6 separate regions of the Mus musculus genome follow, and regions 2, 3, 4, 5 and 6 are each linked to region 1. The links are chromatin contacts, called in public capture Hi-C and promoter capture Hi-C maps. All regions are on one chromosome and are shown on one strand. The core of a region is the stretch at or near the end of the contact, and the rest is flanking DNA. Distances in the headings are between cores, read along the strand shown. Region 1 holds the start of Cast (calpastatin). Region 2 holds the start of Ttc37 (tetratricopeptide repeat domain 37). Region 3 holds the start of Gpr150 (G protein-coupled receptor 150). Region 4 holds the start of Rfesd (Rieske (Fe-S) domain containing). Region 5 holds the start of Rhobtb3 (Rho-related BTB domain containing 3). Region 6 holds the start of Glrx (glutaredoxin).

What was found. Promoter capture Hi-C pulls out the DNA fragments that hold promoters and counts their contacts. Capture Hi-C pulls out chosen DNA fragments and counts their contacts.
Region 2: a contact with region 1 is called in a promoter capture Hi-C map of adipose tissue, with 5 times the contacts expected there. The contact joins the promoter of Ttc37 here to the promoter of Cast in region 1. A contact is called at or near these places in 10 of 39 promoter capture datasets (the 3T3-L1 cell line, 3T3-L1-derived adipocytes, the C10 cell line and 6 more), 1 of 484 Hi-C or Micro-C datasets (B cells), 1 of 115 datasets of contacts at active chromatin or transcription factors (large pre-B cells) and 2 of 9 other capture datasets (adipose tissue and liver).
Region 3: a promoter capture Hi-C map of liver shows a contact between it and region 1, with 5 times the contacts expected there. The contact joins the promoter of Gpr150 here to the promoter of Cast in region 1. A contact is called at or near these places in 8 of 39 promoter capture datasets (the 3T3-L1 cell line, the C10 cell line, cranial neural crest and 5 more) and 2 of 9 other capture datasets (adipose tissue and liver).
Region 4: a contact with region 1 is called in a promoter capture Hi-C map of liver, with 4 times the contacts expected there. The contact joins the promoter of Rfesd here to the promoter of Cast in region 1. A contact is called at or near these places in 12 of 39 promoter capture datasets (the 3T3-L1 cell line, the C10 cell line, cranial neural crest and 7 more), 1 of 484 Hi-C or Micro-C datasets (CD4 T cells) and 3 of 9 other capture datasets (adipose tissue, liver and macrophages).
Region 5: a promoter capture Hi-C map of liver shows a contact between it and region 1, with 4 times the contacts expected there. The contact joins the promoter of Rhobtb3 here to the promoter of Cast in region 1. A contact is called at or near these places in 12 of 39 promoter capture datasets (the 3T3-L1 cell line, 3T3-L1-derived adipocytes, cranial neural crest and 7 more) and 2 of 9 other capture datasets (adipose tissue and liver).
Region 6: a capture Hi-C map of macrophages shows a contact between it and region 1, with 8 times the contacts expected there. The contact joins the promoter of Glrx here to the promoter of Cast in region 1. A contact is called at or near these places in 12 of 39 promoter capture datasets (the 3T3-L1 cell line, the C10 cell line, the HPC-7 cell line and 7 more), 7 of 115 datasets of contacts at active chromatin or transcription factors (the NIH/3T3 cell line, acute myeloid leukemia, cardiomyocytes and 4 more) and 4 of 9 other capture datasets (adipose tissue, liver, macrophages and 1 more).

Annotation. Positions count from the first base shown.
Region 1 is chr13:74,806,071-74,809,977 of GRCm38.p6, forward strand. Cast (calpastatin) reads right to left here and starts at 1,890. Exons shown (of 31, transcript NM_009817.4): 1 at 1,749-1,890. The coding sequence starts at 1,778.
Region 2 is chr13:76,096,727-76,100,633 of GRCm38.p6, forward strand. It overlaps Ttc37 (tetratricopeptide repeat domain 37), which reads left to right and starts at 2,008. Exons shown (of 44, transcript NM_001081352.2): 1 at 2,008-2,103; 2 at 2,645-2,714. Arsk (arylsulfatase K) reads right to left here and starts at 1,934. Exons shown (of 8, transcript NM_029847.4): 1 at 1,648-1,934. The coding sequence starts at 1,782.
Region 3 is chr13:76,054,713-76,058,619 of GRCm38.p6, forward strand. Gpr150 (G protein-coupled receptor 150) reads right to left here and starts at 2,284. Exons shown (of 1, transcript NM_175495.2): 1 at 139-2,284. The coding sequence starts at 2,112. The coding sequence ends at 829.
Region 4 is chr13:76,016,873-76,020,779 of GRCm38.p6, forward strand. It overlaps Rfesd (Rieske (Fe-S) domain containing), which reads right to left and starts at 1,690. Exons shown (of 4, transcript NM_178916.5): 1 at 649-1,690. It also overlaps the pseudogene Gm4165.
Region 5 is chr13:75,941,758-75,945,664 of GRCm38.p6, forward strand. It overlaps Rhobtb3 (Rho-related BTB domain containing 3), which reads right to left and starts at 2,067. Exons shown (of 12, transcript NM_028493.2): 1 at 1,774-2,067; 2 at 1,450-1,675. The coding sequence starts at 1,775.
Region 6 is chr13:75,838,012-75,841,918 of GRCm38.p6, forward strand. It overlaps Glrx (glutaredoxin), which reads left to right and starts at 1,875. Exons shown (of 3, transcript NM_053108.4): 1 at 1,875-2,164. The coding sequence starts at 1,958. Gm41005 (a long non-coding RNA gene) reads right to left here and starts at 3,057. Exons shown (of 2, transcript XR_873685.2): 1 at 2,756-3,057.

The DNA.
Region 1 (3,907 bases), core at 640-3,139:
CATGCTGAAAATTATAGAAAGTTAGCACCAAACAGAAATCTTAAATAATAATCCCCAAACTGGCTTATAATGGCTACTGCAGCAGAAACATCGAAGTGTCTAACATGGTTCAGAGGGTACTAAAAGCGAAGATTTAAGCTAGCGTCTAAGTAACCTGGCACAATTTCCTTTAGACAGTGCCAAGCTTGGACAGAGGAATCTGATGTTAGTTGAACATCTGCCACCCATATTTGCCGATAATTTAATGAGTGCATCTTGATAAGAATTCTGGAACAATCATGACTCAAAGCAAACCTTTGCTCTTAGCACATTAATAAAACTATATACAGGAAGAACAACAATATCAACCAACCAGAGCCCCCCCCCCCCAGCTCCCTAGGACTAAACCACCACCAAAGAGTACACATGGAGGGACCCAGGGCTCCAGCTGAATATGTAGCACACGACAGTCTTGTCTGGCATCAATGGGAGGAGAGGCCCTTGTTCCTGTAGAGGACGGATGCCCCAGTGTAGGGGAACCTTAGGGCTGTGAGGCAGGAGTGGGTGTGTGGGTGGTGGAGCTCCCTCATAGACGCAGGGGTGGGGGGATGGGATAGAGGGTTTGCAGAGGGGAAACCAGGAAGGGGGAATAACAGTTGAAATGTAAATAAATAAAATAATCAATAAAATATATAAAATAAATAAAACTATACATTTAAATAGCACAGAAAAGTGTGAGGAAGAACTTTCCCAAAGAAACATCACTGAAAACATGTATGTGGCATGTCATCTCCTGCTGAATCTAGTCCTTATGGAGACATCTGCTATTTTACAGATATGGAAACACATTTACAAAGACTGACACATTGAAATCATTGCCACTTGAGTTAAGAACTCTACAGTGCACCGGAAGGCTAGCACACCTAGATGATCAATCAGTCCTCGATGCCTACTTTCTAATTCTAACCCCAGGTTTCTAGTTGCAAAGATTATCTGGTTATTGCATCTTTTTTCCATACCACTTACTGGGAGGAAGGAAGATTTTGAAATTCTCGCCATAAATCAACTTATGACTCTCTGTAACCACAGGGTTTGTGAACTCTTTTGTTTTTGTTGGTTTTTTAAAAAAATGTAATGCTAAAACTATGCTTCCTGGTTTCAAAACATTACAAGTTCCAGCTTGATTGGGTATAACATACTTGGTAGGACAGACGTTCAGTGCACTAACCAAAAGGAACACGTTTGTCCTCTTATAAAGTTATATAGAGTAGTGAGCTATACTCATTTCTCTCTCCCCATCCCCCGCCCCTGAAAATTGATCAGTTGTTCCCTGATGGTTTTTTTTTTCTTTCCCATTCTCCACCCTCCTCTTTCGAGTTTGAAACTGCTTGACCATTCTTTTCTTTGTAAGTTTTTTATCTTTACTTAGCAGTTGAAAAACTAAACCTGGGCTACAGTGCCTCCCTCTTGTCTACCTATCCAGGTATGTGTTCCAAAGGGCGGAACTAAGGATTGCTGTCCATTCAATTTGGGAACGCGAGCTGAGCTTGGTGCAGCTCGCCGCCCAGACTGTACCGCCCAGAGCGCCCAGTCCGGATTACCACTGAAAGTAGAGCCTTCTGCTTCTGCCCGAGCTTAATCAGAAGTTCTTCAAGGAGGTCTCACCGGGTCCCTGCCCTTGACCCTCCAACTTCTGGACGTGGTTCCTCTACTTCCTAGAGGAGCGAGGTAAATACACTTCCTTCCCAGACCTTGCCCCTTCTATTTACCGTCTTGTACCACCAACTTGCGAATGCCATCGCGACAACCCTGACTTGCTCCGCTGGGAACCTCTCGAGAACGCAGAACGTGCACCACGATGACACTCTGCTTGGCTGGGACCCGGCTGACACCGCACAGGACACAGCTGCCGGGTGGGAGGGCACAAGGGGAAAGAGCGACAGGGCCCGCCCAAGCTAGCGTGGTCCCGCCCCATCCCAAAGCTAATTAGGAAAGAGGTGTGTGTCAGTTTTTCAGCTGCCACTCCCTAAATGGAGGGCTAGGGTTGGGGGCGCGGGGGTGACTTCACACGGAGGTCAGAACTCTTCTGCCCAGCCACAGGAGCCCACTCCGGAGGTCCCAAGTCAACTTTATTCTGCCTCCATGCCCATGCTCACTGCCTGGGTCTCACTAGCCCGCTTTGCTCCAGGAGTCCCTCCACCCAACTCCTGCCACTACCCAATTCGGAGAGCCTTTAGCCACCTGCTTGCCCGCAGGCATGGAGTTCTGATCTCTTTCCCACTCTGGAAGGTGCAAAGAGGGGCAACGCCCCGAGACTGCGGCGGGACACTCCAGGACTTAGGCCTTTTGCCGCTTGCCCCGCGGCTCAGTCTGGAGTACGACTCACCTCCTGGGTGTGGCGAGCTGCCGCGCCGCGACTGGGCCTGGGAGAGGCGGCAGGCTTCGGGCCGGGCTGGGACATTTTTCGGTGAAGCCGCTGCGGGCGCAGCTTCCGGGAAAACGCAGCGAAATTGTTTGCGGGGGGGAGGGAGGAGCGGGCAGCCACCTCGGGACAGGAGGAGCGGGACAGCTCAGTGAGGCAGCTTTTCCGACCCAGCCCTGAGCCCTCGCCCAGCTCAGTTAGGCCCTCCCCTTCCTGCCCTGGGCTCACTGCAGAGAGCCCAACTTCTCAGCAACCCAGAGCTGAATTCAACACTGTCTGCTCAGGGTTTGTAAAACAAGACCCTCCCCCAGACTAGCCCCCAAGCTGCAGGGTTCTCAGTGAATCGCAAATAGGGGAAGCTGGAGATTGCAGTTCCCGGGTGGAGTTGTCCAGACCAATCTAGTGATTGTGCAACCAGAGAGCTGGACTGGGGCGTGGCCTAGACCCCTTTTTCTAAGAATTTGAAGAATTAGACACTTCTTTGCAGTCTGTCACTAATTCAAATCTAGCCTAAATCTGAACTACAAATAAGAGAGAAGATCTTGAAAACAAATTGGTCTCTCAGTGTTCGTGTACTTGTGTGTGTGTTATATCCTGTGTTTGATTATTTATGTAGCCAATTCTGTAAATGTACTAAGGGTTTTCGAGCAGAAGCCTGCCTGCTCTAATGCAAATCAGCAGAGAATCACAGGTATTAAAGTCATCTTCCTTTCTGGAGCCTATGTTTCTGAGGTTGGGTTGGTTTTTGCCTTGGCTTCATTTTATGCAGTACTTCCTGTTTGGGGGCTGGAAGTGAAATTTAACAAACCTTTTGAGTGCTCATCCAAAGGGCCTGTCAGCCTACAGCTATTTATTGCTGGCTGGTGCCAGCCACAGAAAAGCCTGTGTCACCACAATAGCATTGCCATTTGTAGGCTTTGTCAACATGCTAGAGAGCTCGATTTTAGACAGTTGACAAGAAAGAAGCCACGTTGCATAACAAGATTTGCCATGCTATAAGGAGCTTGGATAAATAGAATTATGGTTGTCCAGTGTCCCTTCAATTTTAGGGATATGTCTCAACTTCTCACAAATGAATTAGCAATGTTCTTGGATTATATGCATTTCTTCTTGAAGTGCTATATGTACAATGTCACCAGTATTCCAAAGGACAGGCAGCAGTGCAAGAATGCATACAAAGAATTGGAACATTTTTGGTGTACAAACTGTCATTAGCAAAAATTGGTTGGTAGTATGCATCATTTATGTACAGAATGGGGGGAAGTGTTAGAGTGAAAAGAATGTCTTATGTTTTTCAACAGAATATTTAAGAATTGAATTTAAACCAGCTAATTTTGCATTTGTTGAGACTCTTCTATGTAAAGGGAGGAATAGTAGAGAAAAGGATAAGCAAAGATTAAAACTGGGACTCCTCTGGTATCCAGGAACTTTCAGGTTATCTGGATTCAGTTGGTTATTTTTTTTGGGTGGCAATGGGAAATATACAGATACATAATATACATAAAT
Region 2 (3,907 bases), core at 758-3,257, 1.3 Mb after region 1:
TAGCTGCTTTCTTTGGACATTTCGTATAAATGGATTCATATAAAATATAGTCTGTCATCATTTATTTTGAGGACATAGTTTTCTAGGTCCAGTCACACTGTAACAAGCATGAGTTTTGGATTTCTTTTCTGGTTGCTGAATAATACTACCAAATTCCATCTATACACTTACCAGTACATGGCTATCTAGGTTGTTTTAACTTCTCATCTTCTAGAATAATCCTGTCATGTAGAAGCTTTGGTGCAGACTATGTTTTCATTTCTCTTGGACACAAACACAAGCATACATATCTAGGAATAGAATTGCTGCATTGCATAGTAACTCTATAGTTAGTCACTGTAAAAACTGTCAAATGGTTTTCCAAGGTGGCCACACCACTTTACAAAGCATCTCAACAGCCGTGTATGAGGTTTCTAATTCCTCCATATTCTCATTAACTCTGGTTATTGTTTATGGTGTGTGTGTGTGTGTGTGTGTGTGTGTGTACTAAAGAACTGACATATTAACTGTAAAAAACAACAGGCCAAGCACAACAGTTTCATACTCTGATCATATTTACCTCCACATTCCCTCCTCCCCACCCTTGGCTCTTCCCATATCATCTCACATGACTTCCTCCTATTTTTATGCCTTTTGATTCTGGCTATCCTTATGGGGATCAATTGGTTTGAGCTACATTTCCCTAATGATTAATGAATCTAAGCTTCTTATGATGGGCTTATTGGCTATCTGTGTATATTCTGTGTAGGAATGTCTTTTCAAATCCTTGGCTCATTTTAAATTGCCTAAACCAAGATTATGACAATTTACACTTCCATTGTCTTGAAGGAGTTTTATAGCCTTAGCTTTTACATTTAAATCATTGACTAACTTTTGTTTTTACACATGGTGGAAGGCAGGACCCAATTTTGTTCCTTTCCATGTATATATTTACTTTTCCAGCACTACTTGTTTATAAGACTATTTCTGGACTCTTAATTCTACTCTACTGGTCTGAATATTTATTGTTCTGCATGTAAAGTACTATTGTGGCTATTGTAGCTTTACCATTAGTTTTGAAATTAAAAGCTTTTTTTTTTTTTTTTTAAATCAGTCTTCTTTTTCATGTTTTTTTCCCCTTCCCAATTCGAGGTCCTTTCACTTTCCATATGAATTTAAATCAAATTTAAGGTGATGCATACACAAATAACTTCTTTAAATCAGTGCTAACACAAGTATAGAATGTCTAGATTAGTGGTTCTCAGCCTTTCTATGCTGCAACAGTTTAATACAGTTCCTCATATTATGGTGACTCTCCCAACCATACGATTATTTTTGTTGTCACTTCATAACTGTAATTTTGTTAGGTATGAGTTGTAATGTAAATATCTGATATTTCCGATGGTCTTAGGTGACTTCTGCAAAAGGTGACTCGACCTCTCCCAAGGGATCGAGAGCCACAGGTTGAGAATTGCTGGTCTAGTGAATAAAGTTCAAGGAGCAAAGCCCAGGAGTTAGAGACTGGCTTCTTTCTACTACTTTATTAGTATGCACATGCGTGCTTGCAGGTGTGCGCATGCGGGACCTCTCAACCCCAGGGTCCTGTTCCCTGTGATGTTTCTCCACAGGCTCTGGGCGGTGTCTGCTCCCCGTCCTTTGGGTACTTACGAAGGAGTCACTGGCGACCAGCACCACGTTGGGCGCCTGGTTCACTTGCATCCTTTTCTTCTGTGTTCTGGGGGCCGGTGCTGCGAGTGCTAACGCTGCGACCACCGACACCAACAGCAACAGCATCGCGGGCATGGCCGTTCAGAAGCGGCTGCTGAGCGGGTCTCCTGTAGCCTGCTCTCCAGTCATGAGCAGGGGCCGGACTCTAGGGACAAGACTAGAAGTTTGGCTTACAAATACAGAAGTAAATATGAGCGGCACCTAGAAACTACACCTCCCATCAGGCCAAGGGCAGGCGCATGCGCAAAAACCAATCGCGCTCAGCCCATGTGAAGACCGTTTTAATCAAATTTCGAGCTAATGATAGCTCTGCCAGTTCCTCTCACTCAAGCGATGTCTGGGGAAGCGCGCATGCGTTGTTCAGACTTGTACTTTGTGGCAGTCCCACATGCCCAGGTGGGTTCTGATCGCTTCGGTTTTGGCAGAAGTTGAAATCTAAAGGCAGTAGAAGTGGTATTTAGGGGGAGAAAATACTGAGCATGAGCGTGATGTTACGGGCTGTCTTCCTTTTGTGCGGGGCTGAATGTTCGCTGACAAAGTGAACTTGGCGGTGATGAGGTGGCAGTGATTCTGTCACTTGAATTGGATTGGGTTGTGCCTATATGGGACTTTAGGCTAGGTCACCTCGTGTGTGGTCTGGGTAGTGGTGTGGATTTCTGCTGCGTTCCGGAACCCTAGTCAGGAAGCCCCCCTCATCGTATTTCCTCCGTTTGCCGACCTGTAAGGATTATGCTCATGTGGGTTGAAGAGCGGGCCTAATAAGTTTCAGGTTCCAGATACGGAACAGCTTGGCTGTTCTTTGTCTTTGGAGTAGCAATAGGGACCGGTTCTAAAAGGTACAGATGTGGACTGTGTGAAGTGTGCGGTTAATTGATGTATGCTCGGAGTAACATTGTTGGGTATAGAATAATCAGCTGTTCCTTTTTTTGATTGCTAGATTCCTTTGGAGAATTCTGGAAGAAGCACGTTTCTATTTTCAAGTCAAATTATTCACTGATAAGTTTCAGGTATATATAATTGTACATTACACCACTTGTGTTGATTTTCTGGCAGGAAAAGGAGGAGTAATGCTATTTATTTAAAATCTCAACTCTCATATCTGGCAGCCTTGTGTACAGATTAATTGTAATAAAACACCTTACACATCTAATACAGAGCGGTATGTGTTTAGTGTCTGTTAAGCTTTACTGTATATTTACTGTGTAGCATGCTTTACGTGGAATGTACTCCTTAATCTTCACTTAGACTACTTTACAGATGCGAAAACAGAGAGGTTAAATAACTTTTCAATAGCTTATCTAAGTAGATTACCTCCTAAACAGGGCACACTCCCCAGAATTGTGTTGAGTAAATTTGGAATGTAGGACATACTTTACAGAAACAATATCAACTGGTGCTTAGTTTTATAAAAATTACATTTGGTATTCTTTTTTTTTTTTTTTTTTTGCATAGTAATGATTCGTTGAACACAGATGATCCTTGAAGGCTCTGTTTCTGCAGGCCCTTGTTCTGAGGACAGAGCACATCCTTTTCTTCTTTCTGTAATTGCGGTGTCAGTGAGAGCAGGCGCTGTAGCAGGTTGGTGGAATAGGTATTTTAGGGACGCAGTTTCAAAGGGCTGCTAGAACCTAAGAGGTTTCTAGTACTTTTCATCAGACACGAAGTGGGGCATATAAAGGTCCTCCCTGCTAGCTTGTCCAGCCCATACTTCACCTTCCCTGGTGGGAAAACTTCCACTGAGCAGCTCGTTCTATACTCGTGGAGGTTTAAGTATTAAAAGTTCTGATTTAGAGCTGAAGACAGTCTTCTGCTTTTAGCTACTCATTAATTCATTGTGCTTTGATATTACACTGATAAAAGCCTGCCTTCCTGTTTCTTCTCCAATAGTAGTCTTCTCAGTCCTGCTAACTAGTCTTCAGCTAGTTATTGCTTTACTGCAGGTTGCTTCACTTCTTTTTGTTTTCTCCTGGAATCTTAACCTTTTAAATTTAATTAACTAATTATTTTCCTGTACATAGCCACTGCAGCTTCCTTTTCCTCCTCTCAGTCTCCTCCTCTTTCCTCCTCTCCCCTCTTCCCATCCCTCCCTTTATCATCAGAAAAGAGGAAGCCTCCTATGGCTATCAACAGGCCCTGGTATATAAAATTGCCACAGGACTAGGTCCATCTTCTTCCATTGAGGCTAGATGAAGCAGCTCAG
Region 3 (3,907 bases), core at 1,034-3,533, 1.2 Mb after region 1:
ACACTTTCCCTCAAGACTTTGCCTTTAGGAGCTTAATGTGGACAAACTTAGAAGCTGGTCTGGGCACAATAGCTCTATGTCTAACAGAATACAGGCATGCTTGGAAAGGACTAAAAGAAGCGTATGTGCTCCTCCTGTATTCTCAGTTTTTATTGATGTGAAAGTTGGAAATAAAAGCCACACCTATTTTCCTCCCAGAAAGCACATTACTACGTTTTAAAGAAATGTTGTAGCTGCTACGTGGGAAATGCTTTTATTTTTCAAATGCTCTGTCGCTAACGTGACAGCATGATCACTTTCCTACAGTGCTGCTAACAGCACTCCAGATCTCCCCAGGAAGAGCATTATGGGGATTTTCCTCTCGGAAGGAACATCAAATTTGCTACTCCCCAAAGATGCACTTGATTTAAGCACAATTCAAAATCACTACAAACATAATAGCAACGAATGAAAATTTGTCAATTTAGTTAAAATGAATTGTCTAATCTAGAACGTAGTGGGAGTATAAAAGAGAATCGCAAAAACATTGACTCTGGAACTCAGTTTTTTGTTTTGGTTTTTTTTTTTGTTTGTTTGTTTGTTTTACAACTTTCCAAGAGTTTGGTCTCCTCAAAATGGGCGTTATGAGAGGAACCAGAGGGAAGAAAACTAACGGGAAGTGAAAATCATGCCCTTACTAGAAGGAAATAACTGTCGCATACAGGATGCGGGCCGCTTCAGTAGTTCCTGCAGACAGTTCCACTCTTGGTGACTTAGGCAGATCACTTACACCCTCCGTTGTCTGAAGGCTGTGCTACAGTGGCCAAGGACCTGTCCGTTCAGCAGTTCCTAGAAGGCACTTTCACAGGAGCAGGGCGGCGGTCTGGGGCGTGGCGGGGGTGGGCGCAGGCAGCCCTGGTTCCGCTCCTCCCGCCGGGCATGGTGATAATGAGGGTGGGGCCAGCGATGGCGGTGGAGTGCCTGGTGGTCCCCAGCCCATTCGCTGATATCGGCTTCTTCCTCCCGCACGCAGCACAGAACTCCTAGGCGCCTCCGCAGCCTCCGCCAGAGACGGCAGTCGCCCGCCTGGAAGAAAAGGTAGATCAAAGGGTTGATGGCGCTGTTGGCCACCTCTAGGACGCGCATCGCCGCCACCAGGCTCTCTCTCTCCCAGTCACCCGCGGGCTTCGATGACCAGGCGGCTGCCAAGCGAGCGGCGAAGTAGGGCAGGTCGCAGCCCACGAAGAGCAGTGCCAGCGCCAGGCTCATTTTCAAGCTTTGCACCTTGGCTTGGGGCAACGCGCTGGGCAAGGAGGCTCTGGCCATACTGGGCGACCAGGGCATCCTAGCCACCGGAGCCTGAGACCCACGCTGCCACCAGACACACAGCAGGTGGCCGCAAGAGAAGCCTAAGAGAGCGACCGGCGCCGCGAAGCCCACGATAGCTTCATAGAGCGCGTAGACCTGCAGGTGCCAGCGCGGCAGGGGCGCGAAGATGCCCCTGCAGCAATGCTTCCCTGGCCAGGCATTGGCGGTTGAAGATGGAGGAGCATCCCAGCGCACCACGAAGGTCGGAGGCAGCGCCAGTAGCAGAGCCAGCAGCCAGCTCAGGGCAGCCAGGGCACGTGCTGGCAACTGAGGGCCCTGAGGAATGCGCACCGCGAGCTGGCGCTCCAAGGCAATGAGCGCCACCAGGTGGGCGGAGGCGCCCCGCCCCGATGCCTGCAGCAGATGGGAAAGGCGACAAGCCAAGTCGCCCAGAGCCGGTCTCGGGTCGCCCAGCAGCTCCCAAGCCAGCTGCGACAATGCTGTTCCTCCACTTGCGTACAGGTCAGCCGCTGCTAGCTGCACAAGCAGGAAGTCCATCTTGCGACGCTTGGGACCCGGCCAGGGTCCGCTGCTACCGCCGCACAGGCGGCAGAGCACAGTGGTGTTGCCAGCTACCGCGGCCACCAGGATGATCCCCAAGAAGACCAGATGGATCCGGTGGCTGGGTGGCCCGCGTGGAGGCGAATGCGGTCCTGGGACAGAGGCTCCTTGCTCAGAAGTCAGGTTGAGACTCCAGCTTGGCTGAGTGGGTACAGAAAGGTTGGATGCGGGATTCAGAATTGCGAGGCTGAAAGGATCTTCCATCCTTAATCCGGAGGAAAGAGAGATACCGCTTAAAAGGCCAAAGTCTATGAGAGGTGGCGCGGGCCACACCGCTGGGTCTCGGCGATTTCCCAAAGTTAGTTGAAAAAGCACACACACCCAGGGTGAGATGGATACGCGTGGATTTGCGCTTAGTTGTTTGTATAGGTTGTTCTTGGTATTTGTCACTCAAATGTGGGTTGTATATTCGAGGAACACACATGATCCCTATTCTCCACCTTCTCCGCTTTTCGCTTCCTCCCCCTCCCCACTGCCCCCCCCCCCATCCCAGCAGAGCATCTTTCTAATCCACACAGCCGCCTCCCTCAGTGGCATCCGTGGACCTCTAGGCTCTGGAAATCTTGCCCTGTGACATATAGCCAGAAAGAAAGTTGTGCATGTGACCACTGCAAAGGCTAACTAATGTTAACTCAGAATCAATTATGAGATAGATAGTTCCTCGGCTGAGATAGTATCCCCACCCCCAACAATTAATTGTGTGATTGCTAACAGGAAAAATTACAAATGCTACTTTTGATAAAAAAAAAAAGAAAAGAATTTTTTTTTTTGTAATGCCATACGTCTGCGCTAGCTTGAGAAATACAAGGACACAAGAAACCAAGCAGGGTTCCTCTATTTCTCCACTTCCGACCCTGCTGGGCCAGCAGTCTACCACAGAACTACAACCAGTCCTAAATAGTAGTAATAGCTTTTTGAGCAGAGTCATTAGGTGAGCCTTTGATAGGGGTATACCTTCCTCTGCCTGCAGTGCTAGGACTTTAATCCGGAGAGAACTATGGGCCCTCCCTTTGCCTGGCAATTAGGAACAGAGAGGTCTGCAGATGCTTTCCAGTACTCTCTTTACTAGCATCAGGGGATGGCAGCCGCTCTCTCCTCTCAGTGATGCAAAACTCATTTTGTCAGTCTGAAGACAGTACTACCAGATTTTTATACAAATGGTGGTTCATGGATTGAGTCCTTCCTAGTATTTTCTTCTAGTGATGGATGTGTCACGCGGGCTTCTCTGTCTCCTGATTCTGTTTTCCAGCAGATGGGAGGTTGCTGGGAGGGACTACGCCTCCAATAAGCCCAGAGAAAAGGTGACTAAGAAAACCATACAGCAGCCAATTTTTAAAAAAGAAATCCAGTTCACAGGAAATGGTTTAGATTTAATGCTGCCACTTTTAGCCTCATTTCACAAACAATTCACTTTTCCCGTTGGAAGCATCAGTTTGTGCATCCATCAAATTAATCATGGTGAAAGTAAAATTTCTTGTACTTCCTGGTCTTGGGCCAGGGAGGAATGGGTGTCTGTTGCTTCCCAAGCTGTGGGAATGTTTGCAACCTACAGATGCATGAATTAGGGGGACTTGGTAGGATTCGTACCACCCTGCTGGTTGCTGTAGAAATCTCATTTTCCTAAGGTCTATCATTTTGGCTGGAGACATGTGTCGTTTTTCATTATCTATCCAGATCCTCATATTGGTCCTGATACATGGCAGATATCAATCAGTCAATATATGTCCAGTTGATGAATTAGTACCAATTTAAGGCATATCAGATAACTTTGAGCAAAGTTCTGGTCCTGACTATAAATGTATCACATAAGATGCTTTTCATGCCTTTGGTGCCAGTATCATCTAGAAGAGCCCAGTAGGGTCTGAGGGTGTGTGGATGCTGATGTCTCTCTTTGCTGGAACATGAAGGAAGAGGAACAGTGGCTACAATGAAGAGTTTCTTGGTACCGTGTGCTCCAGTCTTTCATTTCTGAGCAGCACCTGGCAACCCATGACTGCCT
Region 4 (3,907 bases), core at 440-2,939, 1.2 Mb after region 1:
GCAGCATAAGTAACAGAGGACGGCCTTGTTGAACATCAATGGGAGGAGAGGCCCTTAGTCCTGTGCAGGCTCGATGCCCCAGTGTAGGGGAATGCCGGGGCTGGGAAGCAAGAGTAGGTGGGTTGGTGAACAGTGGGAGGGGGTTTTCAGAAGGTAAACCACGAAAGGGGATAACATTTGAAATTTAAATAAAGAAAATATCTAATAAAAAAGAAATCTCTTGAAGAACAAGAAGGAGAAGGAGAAGCAGCACTGATACTTTCCAGGGAAGCTAATGAACGTCACGTTGAGTTATGAATCCTGCTGCTGTAGTCTTCCTACTAGGAAAAAAATAATGCCTTGGCTCTCCCTCCAAAATCACTGTTTTTAAAGTGCTATAGTGCTGGAGAACATAATTTTTAATACAGTTTTTGACAAAAAAAAATAAAAATAAAAAATGTTCTGTTCTACCATTGTCTTTAAAAATAAAAACTGTTTTGTTGTTCGTAGATCCCTAAAATTAGATTTCTTAAAGTGAGAATTCCATATAAAACTATTTGTTTTAGATAAGTGGATGGCCCCGACAGTTTTAAACACCTTTCTAATGTAGATAATTCATTCAAGTATAAAGTCACTGAAGACAAAAGACATGAAATTAAAGGTACTCACACTCATGTGTCACTCCTCTTGAGCAATGACTCAGGGACTCTTAGAGTGGGGACCTGGCCCACAAATTATCACAGTGCTTATCTCCAGGGTGACACCCTGGCTTTTAGGCTCAGGGAAGGGAAATGCTTTAGTCAGTAGCAGTTTGATGATAATAAATACATTTGACTAGCTACATTTCACTACCGCTTGGACACTTTGCGTGTAAATGTTCATTACTCCTCACAAAATTAAATATCTGTAAGCTCATATGTTGCTTGGTGTAACTTTCGTGTCACTAGCAGCCAGCGATTTATAAAAGAAAAGAAACAAAAAACAAAAAACATGTGGCCTGAAAGAAAATCATCTTGAAAGTCACAAAAACCGTTCGGCAAAAACGTATAGAGAGTTTTATATTCGCAGTGCACACATGTATCGGAAAAGATGGTTCTGAATGTTTATGTAGGAATGCTAATGTACAAGATTGTCTTCACAAATATCTAAAGTAAAACACTTGCCCAATTTAATGAAGCCGTGCAGCTGAGCGAATTACTGCCAATGTCTGGTATTAAAGATGACAAGGCGTTTCACCAGCGTCTGAATCCCGGACTGCTTCCTAAGAGGCCTGTATCATAGGGTGTGCAGAGGACAACCACGTTAAGGCACCTCTACTCTATACAGCTGGGTGCAACCGCAGGAAGCGCAGCAAGGCTGGTAGCCACCCCCATGGCTTTAGCAGTTCTCAAACCAGTTTTATTTGCTAAGAAGACAGGCCGCAGCTGCTAGATTGAGCGGCGCTAGGGACAGCACGGCAACCAGCAGTCGTCCCGACGGCCATCCCAGGAGAATATTTGGGGTGCGTGGGACGTCAGAAGGATTCGCTTTCATAGTTTATGGCACAAGTGCGGAAAAGCCTATTTAAATGGCTGCAGGTCCCGGCTGTGGCCCAACTGTCAAGGCGAACAGTTCACTGAGGCTCTTGCCAATGCCAGTCCACGAGGGTCCAAACGCTCCCTGCTCAGACACCCGAGGACTCGGAACCGCTGCCAGCGGACGCAGGAAGTGCAGGCCCGGGCGGTGTCCGACCGGAAGCAGCAGCGTGCCAGAAATCTCCGCCCCGCTCCCCTCACCCAATTCCCGCACCGCGAGAACCTAACTTACTGTGCTGGGGTCCTCGCCCCGCCCTCAACACCCAGCTCCCGCAGCCCCTGCGTCCTGCGCCTGCGCGACGCGAGTTTGTGAGGAGGCGGGGCAGGGGTCACGTGCTAGGAAGTACTGGCTCCCCTCCCGTCCCTCCATCAGGCTGCTGTCCTGTTTGTGGAATTTTTCTAGCTCTTGTGGGATATGAGTAGGTGCATCATTTTCTTTCTCTTTTCTTTTTTCAAAGAACGATAATCGGACTCACTCTAAATTTATCCAAATTTTAAATGCACTCAGCAATCTCATCCCTAAGCGAAATAATACCTAGAACATGGGAAAACTTTACAGCCATATACTGTATACCCAAAGGTCCAATTCCATACACTACACCATACAGGCTCCCATGTGTAATATGCTCTCTTTAACACAAATAACTCATTGCTTGAGATACAAATAGGTTAAGTATTTGTGTATACCAAAGCTTTTAAAAATTACTAGATTTAAGGGGAGATGGTGTGTTTTCACTTTCAATTTCTCTTTCAGTGTTACATTAAGAGCAACACAATAAGAACTCCCCATACTTATGCTCAGAGGTGCAAGCTAAATGAGTCTTACTGGTTTGCAAGCATTCTCTGTAAACTGGCACGTGGCAAGCTCTTATAGAGCCCACAACCCGGGCTGAAGTTGATCACTTGAACCCAAGTGTTGGGCAGCACAGACACCCTGCTTTAAAAAAAGAAAAAAGAAAAAAGAGGCCAGCAAGATGATTCATGGAGTAAGGGTGCTTGTAAACGGGACAGCCTGAGTTGTAGCCCAGAGCTCATTTAATGATGTAGGAACTGACTTAACAAACTATGCTGTAGCATGCATGTCCCTGCTCACACAGAATAATAAGGATTTTTTAAAATTAATGATCCTTTGATTCAATAGCTCATAATCTTGGCTAGGCTTTAGATCTGCCTAGGAATTAAAACAAACAAAACCAAAAAACAATAACAAAGCAACTTTGCCCAGTATACCAGATCAATGAAGTAAAAATCTTAGAAAGGATTCAATATATATTTTTGTTTTTTAATTTCTGAAAGCTTTTCATTTTTTCCCTCCCAGAAAGACCAACTGCAATCAGAGGGAGTGAAAGGTCAAGATTTTATTCATAACAAAATCAGCTTAGAACTGGATCACTTGGCCCTTTCTCTTCTTGTCGCCTCACAATTCAAAATGCTCACATCTCTTAATAGCCAGCATCCTCTTAGATCTGCAGTTGGGCTCAATGCACTCCAGTCTCAGCACAATCTTCTTTGTAGAAGCCTTTTTGCGGAAAATAGGCTTAGTTTGTCCACCATAGTCACTTTGTTTCCTGTCATAACGCTGCTTACAAAGAATCCTTGTCCTTCTTGTACTGTGTCACCTTGTGGGGTTGGTCCTTTCCATATTTCTTACAGAATATCTGGTGGACCCTAGGCATGTTCATCATGTTCACAGGATCACTAACTTCCAAAATTATTACACTGTGAATCCAAAATTGGACGTTGAAATCTGTATTTAACATACTAACACAGTGATTTCAGTGCCCCAAAGGACTGGGGACCTGAGACTCAGGGGTCTTGTTCACTTATCCTGGTGTGTTGCATACATTTTTTTTCTTTCAAGACAAAGTTTTGCTGTGTTATCCAGGTTGATCTCAGACTTGTGAGCTCAAATGATTCTCTCAAATCACCCTCCAAGTTTTCTCAAGTCACAGCACTCACAGGTGTGTGCCATCATATCTGGCTTATCCAAATATTTACAAAATGAGCCCCAACAAGTAAAACACAGAGAAGTCCAGAATAATAGCTCAGTGTTAGTTTCCTTCATACTATTCTGTTCACTATATAGTTTTAGGATAACCAGTGATATTTTATAGAACAATGTTTGTCTTGGATAGGGGTTTACTGTTGTGAACAGACACTATGACCAAGACAACTCTTATAAAGAGCACCTAACTGCGGCTGGCTTACAGGTTCAGAGGTTCAGTCCATTATCATCAAGGCAGGAACATGGCAGTGTCTAGGCAGGCAAGGGCCTGGAGGAGCTGAGTGTTTTACATGTTCTTCTAAAGGTAGACAGGAGAAGACTGGCTTCTAACCAGCTATGACAAGGGTCT
Region 5 (3,907 bases), core at 817-3,316, 1.1 Mb after region 1:
AAACCATGACAGTCAAGATGTGACAAGAGTCAAGACCACAAAGCTTATTTTTCACCCATTTTGAAGATTTTGTGTTATCTATTTTATTCTTATAAAATGGCTGGCTCTTGGCTAAATGGACACAGGCAGGAAAGGGTTAACTCTCAAATTAAAACAAAACAAAACAAAAAGCAAATCCCAACATCCTAATTCATCTTCTCTTATGTTTTCTGTGTCTACTCCATTGATTCATTGCACATTTATTCAACAGTATACTGAATAAGTAATACTTTTAGGCTACAAAATCTTTCATAATAAAAGGGCTCAAAGTAACTGTGCCTACCAGTCCTCCCTAGTGGCATCTTTTGATACTGTCATCACTGTCATACTTGAAGGTTAGGTAGCATCCTTTCATTTATTTCAGCACACTGATATGAGTTTCCAGTTAAAGAGTGCTTTCTTTCCATAATAGGAAAATATGCTCAAGAAAATTTTCTCTTTACTTTTTACACATTTCTATTCAAAAGTATGCTAGTTCTCCTTAGCTCTGGTAGTTTTCTTAAAAAAAAAACTGTCTTTTTAATGTAAAAATCTCACATAATTTGTACCTTTTTTAAGACCCAAAAGTTTAAACATTTATATATTATGTATATATAGTAATCTTTAGCTGAAAAATATATAACTACAATATCAGCAAGAAATCACAGATTTAAAATTAAATGAAGACACTTGAAATACATAGTGCTACTGTGTTATGAAGATATTTGTAAGTCAGGGAGCTGTCTTCTTTGTCCTTTTATCAAACACTTCAGAGTCAAGCTACTCAAGAGACAAGCTAAGACTTATTTTATTCAACTATCATAAACATGAAGATTTATTTAAGTTCTTAGTGGTATTTCCAATTTATTAACCACTAAAACAAAAGGCTAATATATGAGCATTAGCACTATTAAAAACTAGTCTTTTCAGAGGTTAATAATCAACAAATAAGCCATTTAAAATTAGTTCTCAAATCCCATTCTTTTTTCCCTTGTTCCCATACTATTTTTGACCTGTCCCTGTCTAGAGTATTTTTGCCTACGTTGAGCTGTAAAGGGCAGTATTTATAGAACACATCTCCCTATCCTCCACGAGGTGGACATGAAAACATGACTCTTGGCCAGTGGAACTTCGCGACCCTGTTTGGGGTTGGCACATTCAACTGTCAGCTGTCCATCCACTAAAGAACAAGTCTTGAAACACAGTAACGGCTCTATATTGCCCTGGGGCCATTTTACCTTACAGACGTGACTGGGCTGCCCCCACCACCTCCAAATTGTAACAAAGGATGGGATTTGCCAAAAAATGTAAAAACACAAAAACAAACTAAAAAAACTCTCCAGGCAATCAGGAAATTAAGAAACAAGGGGAGGAGGGATCCAAAAAGGCAAGCTCCTTCCTCCTGGGCACCGCGCAGCCACTGCCCCTTACCCAGACGGGACAGTCGTGCACCACCAGCTTGACGTTCCCGAACGCACTGGCCTGGTACTCAGTGAACACCGGGCGCGCGACCGTGCTGGCCGCGTTCAGCAACAAGCTACTCTCGTCCCCCGACACCAGCGGGCTTCTTCCCAGGTATGTGCGGATGAGCCCCGACGGCCGGTTGTCCTGGTGGAACGTGTCGCCCTCGTTCCCCAACGCCACGATGTGGATGGACCTGCGGGGCCGAGAGGGGCGCGGTGAGCGGGTGGGTACAGCCAGGGCGCGTGGCACGTCCCGGACCCAGACCGTGGCAGAACGGCGACGCGTACGTACATGATCGCGGCTGGCAGGGCGGCGCGGAGATGGCAGCGGGCGGCCTGGCGGGGGCCCGGGCGACGCTCTCACTGCAGTCAGCTCATCCCCGGCCGCGGCCCTCCCGCTCCTACGACGCGGCGCTACCGACGCAGAGGAGCGGGCCGGGAGTGAGCGGCCGGCCGGGCGCTGGCAGCGCTGCGGTCCCTGGTCGCCGCTCCTGGCCGCCGCGCCTCCGCCCGGGCTCCGCCTCCGCTCGGCGGGGCCGGAGGCCCGCACGTGTCGCCCCGAGAGTCCGGCGCGCGGGGGAGCTGGCTGCTGGCCGAGGCCGCGGGACACAAAGGAGCGGTGGGCGCGGGGACGACGCCGGAGCCCGGGAGCAGCTCGCCGCCAATCCGCCTGCAGCAAGTTTCCTCAACTCGGAAGGCTGAAACCTGAGCCGGGAGCGGGGGAGGGGCGGCCTGGCCCCCGCCGGGGACCAGAAGAGAGCCCAGCCAGGAGGCAGCCCCCTGCCCACCCCGCGGTCCCGTACCCACCCCAGCCTTCGCAGAAAGTGTGTTATCGTTTTGTCAATTTACAACATGCGCTTTGGCTGTTTTGTAAAATCGTACTTGTGAAGAAGGAAAAAAAAAAAAGGCAACATTCATGCAGCTGCAGAAAAGGTTCTTTGTTCACGCACCAATTAATTTGCGGGTGCCACTTTGGAAAGGTCATTTACTATTGCAAGCTATATTTGGCATATTTTAACCAAGATTGTGGAATTTGAAGTGTTGGGATTTTTAATGTGTGTGGTTTAAAAAAAAAAGAAAAAAAAAAAAAAGAAAGTTGTAGCAGTTTACTTGGATTTTTTTCAGTACACATTCCAGTTACATTATTTAATAATAGCTCACTGAAAAAGAAGGATCATGTTAATGTAAGGATATTTTAGATTCTTTCGTGATGACACACAGAAGTAAAGCTTGTGGAGGCCCCAAAAGGGCCTCAGACTACCTCCAGTATAAAACACCATGAGGACTGCTAATACTAGGACAGGCCAAAGGCTACTCTGGGGCTCCCTCATAAATATTAAAATTCTCACAAGCATCTCACACACAGTTAAGAGTTCTTGTTTATCTTTTTGATTATTTGCTCTGCTTTGAAATTGGGCTTGTTTTCTCTGTTAAGTGGACCTGTTTTGAGAACTAGATGTTTAAAAGGTCCTGGGAAGACTGAGGAAAACAAGAAGCTGGGAGATGGCCACAACTGTTTATTAGGAATCAGTATTGCTCAGCTGAGACAGAATTAGCTTCCTGTCCATAGACAGGGCAGGGCAGGGGGCGTTCTCTATGTAGTTTACTTAGTCCTCTCTGTTCTTTGAGATAGGTCTTCCCTCCTCAGCCTCCCAAATAGCTGTAATTAGAGTCACTAGTAAAGACAAAACCAAACAAAAACAAAACCAGCCCAGGCTATATCGTGAGCTCCAGAAGAGCCAGTTACATAGTGAGACCCAGTCCTAAATAAATAAATAAATAAATAAATAAATAAATAAATAAATTTTTTCCTTTGTGTCCAAGTACAATGTTTTGTAGTTTCTGGAAATAACCATCCTGAAAGATGCAAATGTGCAGAGTCACAGTTCCTCTTGGATCAAAAGAAAGTATACGGTCTCATCAGTCTAATGGCCCACCAGTCAAACACCATGACACTGAAGTGCATAAATAGATAAAGAATATAGCTTACTGTGAGACTACGCCGGGGCCTAGCAAACACAGAAGTGGATGCTCACAGTCAGCTATTGGATGGATCGCAGGGCCCCCAAAGGAAGAGCTAGAGAAAGTACCCAAGGAGCTAAAGGGATCTGCAACCCTATAGGTGGAACAACTTTATGAACTAACCAGTATCCTGGAGCTCTTGTCTCTAGCTGCATATGTATCAAAAGATGGCCTAGTCGGCCATCACTGCAAAGAGAGTCCCATTGGACTTGCAAACTTTATATGCCCCAGTACAGGGGAACACCAGGCCAAAAAGTGGGAATGGGTGGGTAGGGGAGTGGGAAGGGGTAGGGTATGGGGGACTTTTGGGATAGCATTGGAAATGTAAACGAGGAAAATACCTAATAAAAAATTAAAAAAAAGAATATAGCTTACGTAAATATGAACCTTTTTTTTGAGTTGTT
Region 6 (3,907 bases), core at 625-3,124, 1.0 Mb after region 1:
AGAAAGCTGGGCAGTTTGAACACTAAGTCTGAGAGGCTGAAGGCAGGGCTTCTCAGCAGACAATGCTTTCCTGAGACTTGGAGGGGAGGTCCACATATTATTAAATATTAGATAAGGGCTCAGATATTAGTCTCAACTAATCTGAACTGCAGGACAGACAATAGAGTTCTCCTGTATCCAGGTACTATCATTTATAAGATTTCAGGTAAATATAGTAGACTGCAAATCAGATGTTGTAAAATTATAGAAACAGTATACTCAGACAAGGATCTTCATCTGTCTGGAGTTTGGAGTTAGGCATAAAGTGAGACTCCAAGCCCCACGTGACTCTATACAGGTCTCTTGGGAGGTCCCCACATTTCTGCACATGATAAATTCACACTGGTTCTAGGATGCTTAAGTAACTGAGGCATTTCAACAGGCAGAGAGAGATAAGGAGGTCAGATTGCAACAAAGAGGAGGTAAGGAAAACAGGAGTGGCAAATATTGAGACAGGGCAGAATGCAAGAGACCGAAGATCATGGTGGTTCTCAAAATGATCTTTGAGATAGATGAGAGAGTCAGATTGTTAGGAAAAGGAGGAAGGGAAAGACCAGACAAATGAGAAGGAGAGAAAGACTCTAAAGGAACAGCCTGAGCTGGGTGCTTATTCCCCAGGGTCATGTGAACAGCAAGAACCCTCAAGAGGTCCTTGAAACAGCTGGCATCAGAAGGTTGCCAGAAAGTTAAGACTCTAGCCCTAAACTTGTTCAGAATTGTGGGAAGCTATGGGCTGAGAGGTCTACAACCCTGCCATGGGCCAGCCACCTCAGCCATGCAGCCAGGCCGCTTCTCCGTTGGCAGAACTCTCTCTCCGCTTCTTCTGTGGCCCTGACTATTACCATCTGACTGTTATTTTGCCATTTGATGTGGGTAACAGTGAGAGTGACAAAGAAAGCAGCCCCCAGAAGTCAGTTTACTTCTCTTTGGTCACAATGTGCACCAGAGCCGTCACCAGGACATGACTGTAGTCTGACCTCCTGTAAGATACTCTGGTTCTACTGTGGAGCTGGTTGCTTGCTTGGAAAGGTGCTTCAGTCTGACAGGAGTTTTCTCTTCGACTTGCTTATCTACCTCAGCACCACCTCCCAAAGCACCTCAGCTCACTGTCAAAACAAGTCAGACAGGAAAAGATCCACATTCTGTCTGGAATCTCAGGTCAGGGGTTATGGGAGAATTTGTTTCTTACTGAACTGCTATTCAAAGGTCACCAGCCCTAAGGCTTTTGGAGTAAGAGAGACCTATTAAAAAGCTTAGCTTCACAGGTAGGCCCCGTGGCAAAGTTCAGTCACAAATCTACCCCACTGAAAAGGGCTCATTGTTCACCATGAACTCAGAGCATGGCACCCCACTTTTTAAAGACAGAGAGAAAGTACAGACAAGCACATTTTTACATGTCAAGAACCAAGTCCACTAATCACACAAGTACCCACCTTACAGGGCAAAGAAAGCATGCCGGTGCAACCCACAAGGCCCAATCACTATGCAGTCCCCACATCCTATGAAGAGCCAAAGCTTTCCTGAATGGTTGTGTTTTTATTTTTCAAAACAACCGTGTTTCCAAAAGAAGAGAGAGAGAGAATTTGTTCTAAGAGGACCTGGGGCCTCCTACCCAGAAACTGGTCTGCGCTGTCTCTGCTACCCTAGAGGGTGACTTAGTTCTGTTCTTGGGGAGGACACAAGACAGCCTGTTATAGCTTACACAGCCAGTGTGCAATGGTAGGCCTAGGAAGTACTGACTCATACCAAAATGAACTGACTTTGGGGCTGGCCCTTTAAAACTGAAGCATCCTACTTGGTAACTCCTCCTCCAAGGAGGTTCCTTATTAAATGAGAGCTGCTGGCTAAGCGCCGCTGCATTACCGGACCATTACTTTCAACTGCACGTTCCTCCCTGGAGAAGCTGCAGCCTGTCAGCATGGCTCAGGAGTTTGTGAACTGCAAGATCCAGTCTGGGAAGGTGGTCGTGTTCATCAAGCCCACCTGCCCCTACTGCAGAAAGACCCAAGAAATCCTCAGTCAACTGCCTTTCAAACAAGGTCTTCTGGAGTTTGTGGACATCACAGCCACTAACAACACCAGTGCGATTCAAGATTATTTACAACAGCTCACCGGAGCGAGAACAGTGAGTGTGTTTAAATGCTAAGGAAGCGCTGGGGTGTTGCTGTTTCCTTTCCAGAGCTTTGTAGACAGCTAGCTGTGCCTTTTCTAGGATGCCGTTGCCTGGGCTCTGTCCTTCAAAGCAGCCAGAGGACTTTGCAGGGTGTGGGGGAGGGACTCAAGGGAAGACACTGCTCAAATGAGTGGGCAGCAGGACTGCCTGGGAGGACCAGAAGGCAGAACGCTGGTTGGTGTGTGGATAGTGGGCCTGACAGCTGGGCTGGCGGCAGTTAAGTGTTTATCTGAAGGCTTTGTTTTAAGCACTATTTTGAACTGGCAGTGTTCTTCTGGCAAGGCAGGAGGCAGCTTCGAGGCTGGATGTGATCTCTAGCTTTTATGTTATGGATGGGGGCCATAGGCACTCTCTTCCCCCTGTTAGCATGTAGTGGGGTCTGCGGCCCTTCCTTTTCTTTGCACTAGGCTTTCTTTCTTTATCACCTAGTTTGTCCATTCTTACCTAGCCCCACCCACTAGAAAAGTAAATCCTGGACTCCATTTTTGCCTGTGCTGCCTTAATTGTAGGATATTTTCAGGTCTGGTTATCATGATAACTTACTGTATGATCTGATGGATTCTTGCCTTGGAGATCCATCCTCAGTGACGCAGGCTGCAAGATTAGAGGGAGCGCTTCAAAGTCCTGTTCCACAAATCCATATGCAGCTCTCTAAGAACACCTTCCTCCTCAGAAAAGGCTTTCTTTGTGCCTGGGCTGCTGCTGGAATGCCCAGCTCAACAGACTCCAGTGCTGGAAAGTGAGCTTGTTGTACAGTTAACTGGAGTGTTGGGGACAAAGCCGAGGCAGCCCCAACAAGCCAAGAACCTTGGCCACCTGCCTCCAATACCAACTAAAGTGACGCGTGACAGTGAAAAGCAGAGGAAAGAAACTTCCTCAGTGAGGCTTCATTGGGAAGCTGAAAAAATACAGATGTCCATGGATGCCCAAGTCCATAAAATGTATGGTGTGTGTGTCTGTGTACCCTTGTTTACACAACAGCCCAGTGGTTAATGTTGGATGACTTATTTAATCACTCTCAGCCTTACTTTGGTGAGACACCGTCCTTCACTGAATCTGGAGTTCACAGGCTGGGATGGACTGGACTAGCTAGCAGCCAGAACGCCCCTGGGATCTTCCTATCTAGATCTCCCCAGCTTGTGATTTGCACCCAACTTTTTTCTGTGGATTCTGGGGGATCAAACTAAGGTCCTCACTCTCATGCATAAGCACTTACTGATGAGTTACTAGCCGAGCCATCTCCCTTCTTAACTAGAATCTCCTGTCATCTTCTTAAATGGAAAGCCCGGGGTTTGCAGGCCAGGTCCAGGTGAAAACCCCAGCCCCACCCCTCCCCCACTACCCCTGACTCACCTTAGTCTCAGGTCCAGTTGCTCTCCAGGGGTCAGAACTGTGTGAAATTCTCTTCCTGTGAGGTGGGTTTCTCCACTGACTAGCACCAGGATTTCAGCCTTTCCCAGCTCTGGTTTGGGGTGAAGGTGGGGGTGGGGGTGTGTTTGAGGTTCTTTGTTTTTACACAGTCTGATAGCTAAAGGGAGAGGCATGGGTGGTCTTTTTAGAGTATCCCCTTTCCTGGGAGAGCAGTCCCGCAAGCTCACTTCTTTTCAGGAGCACATTGCAGGGCAGTGTTGGAAGAAACACATTTTTTACTTGAGCTTTAGTGCGACTTGAATGGTTTTCTCTGGGATCTTGGTG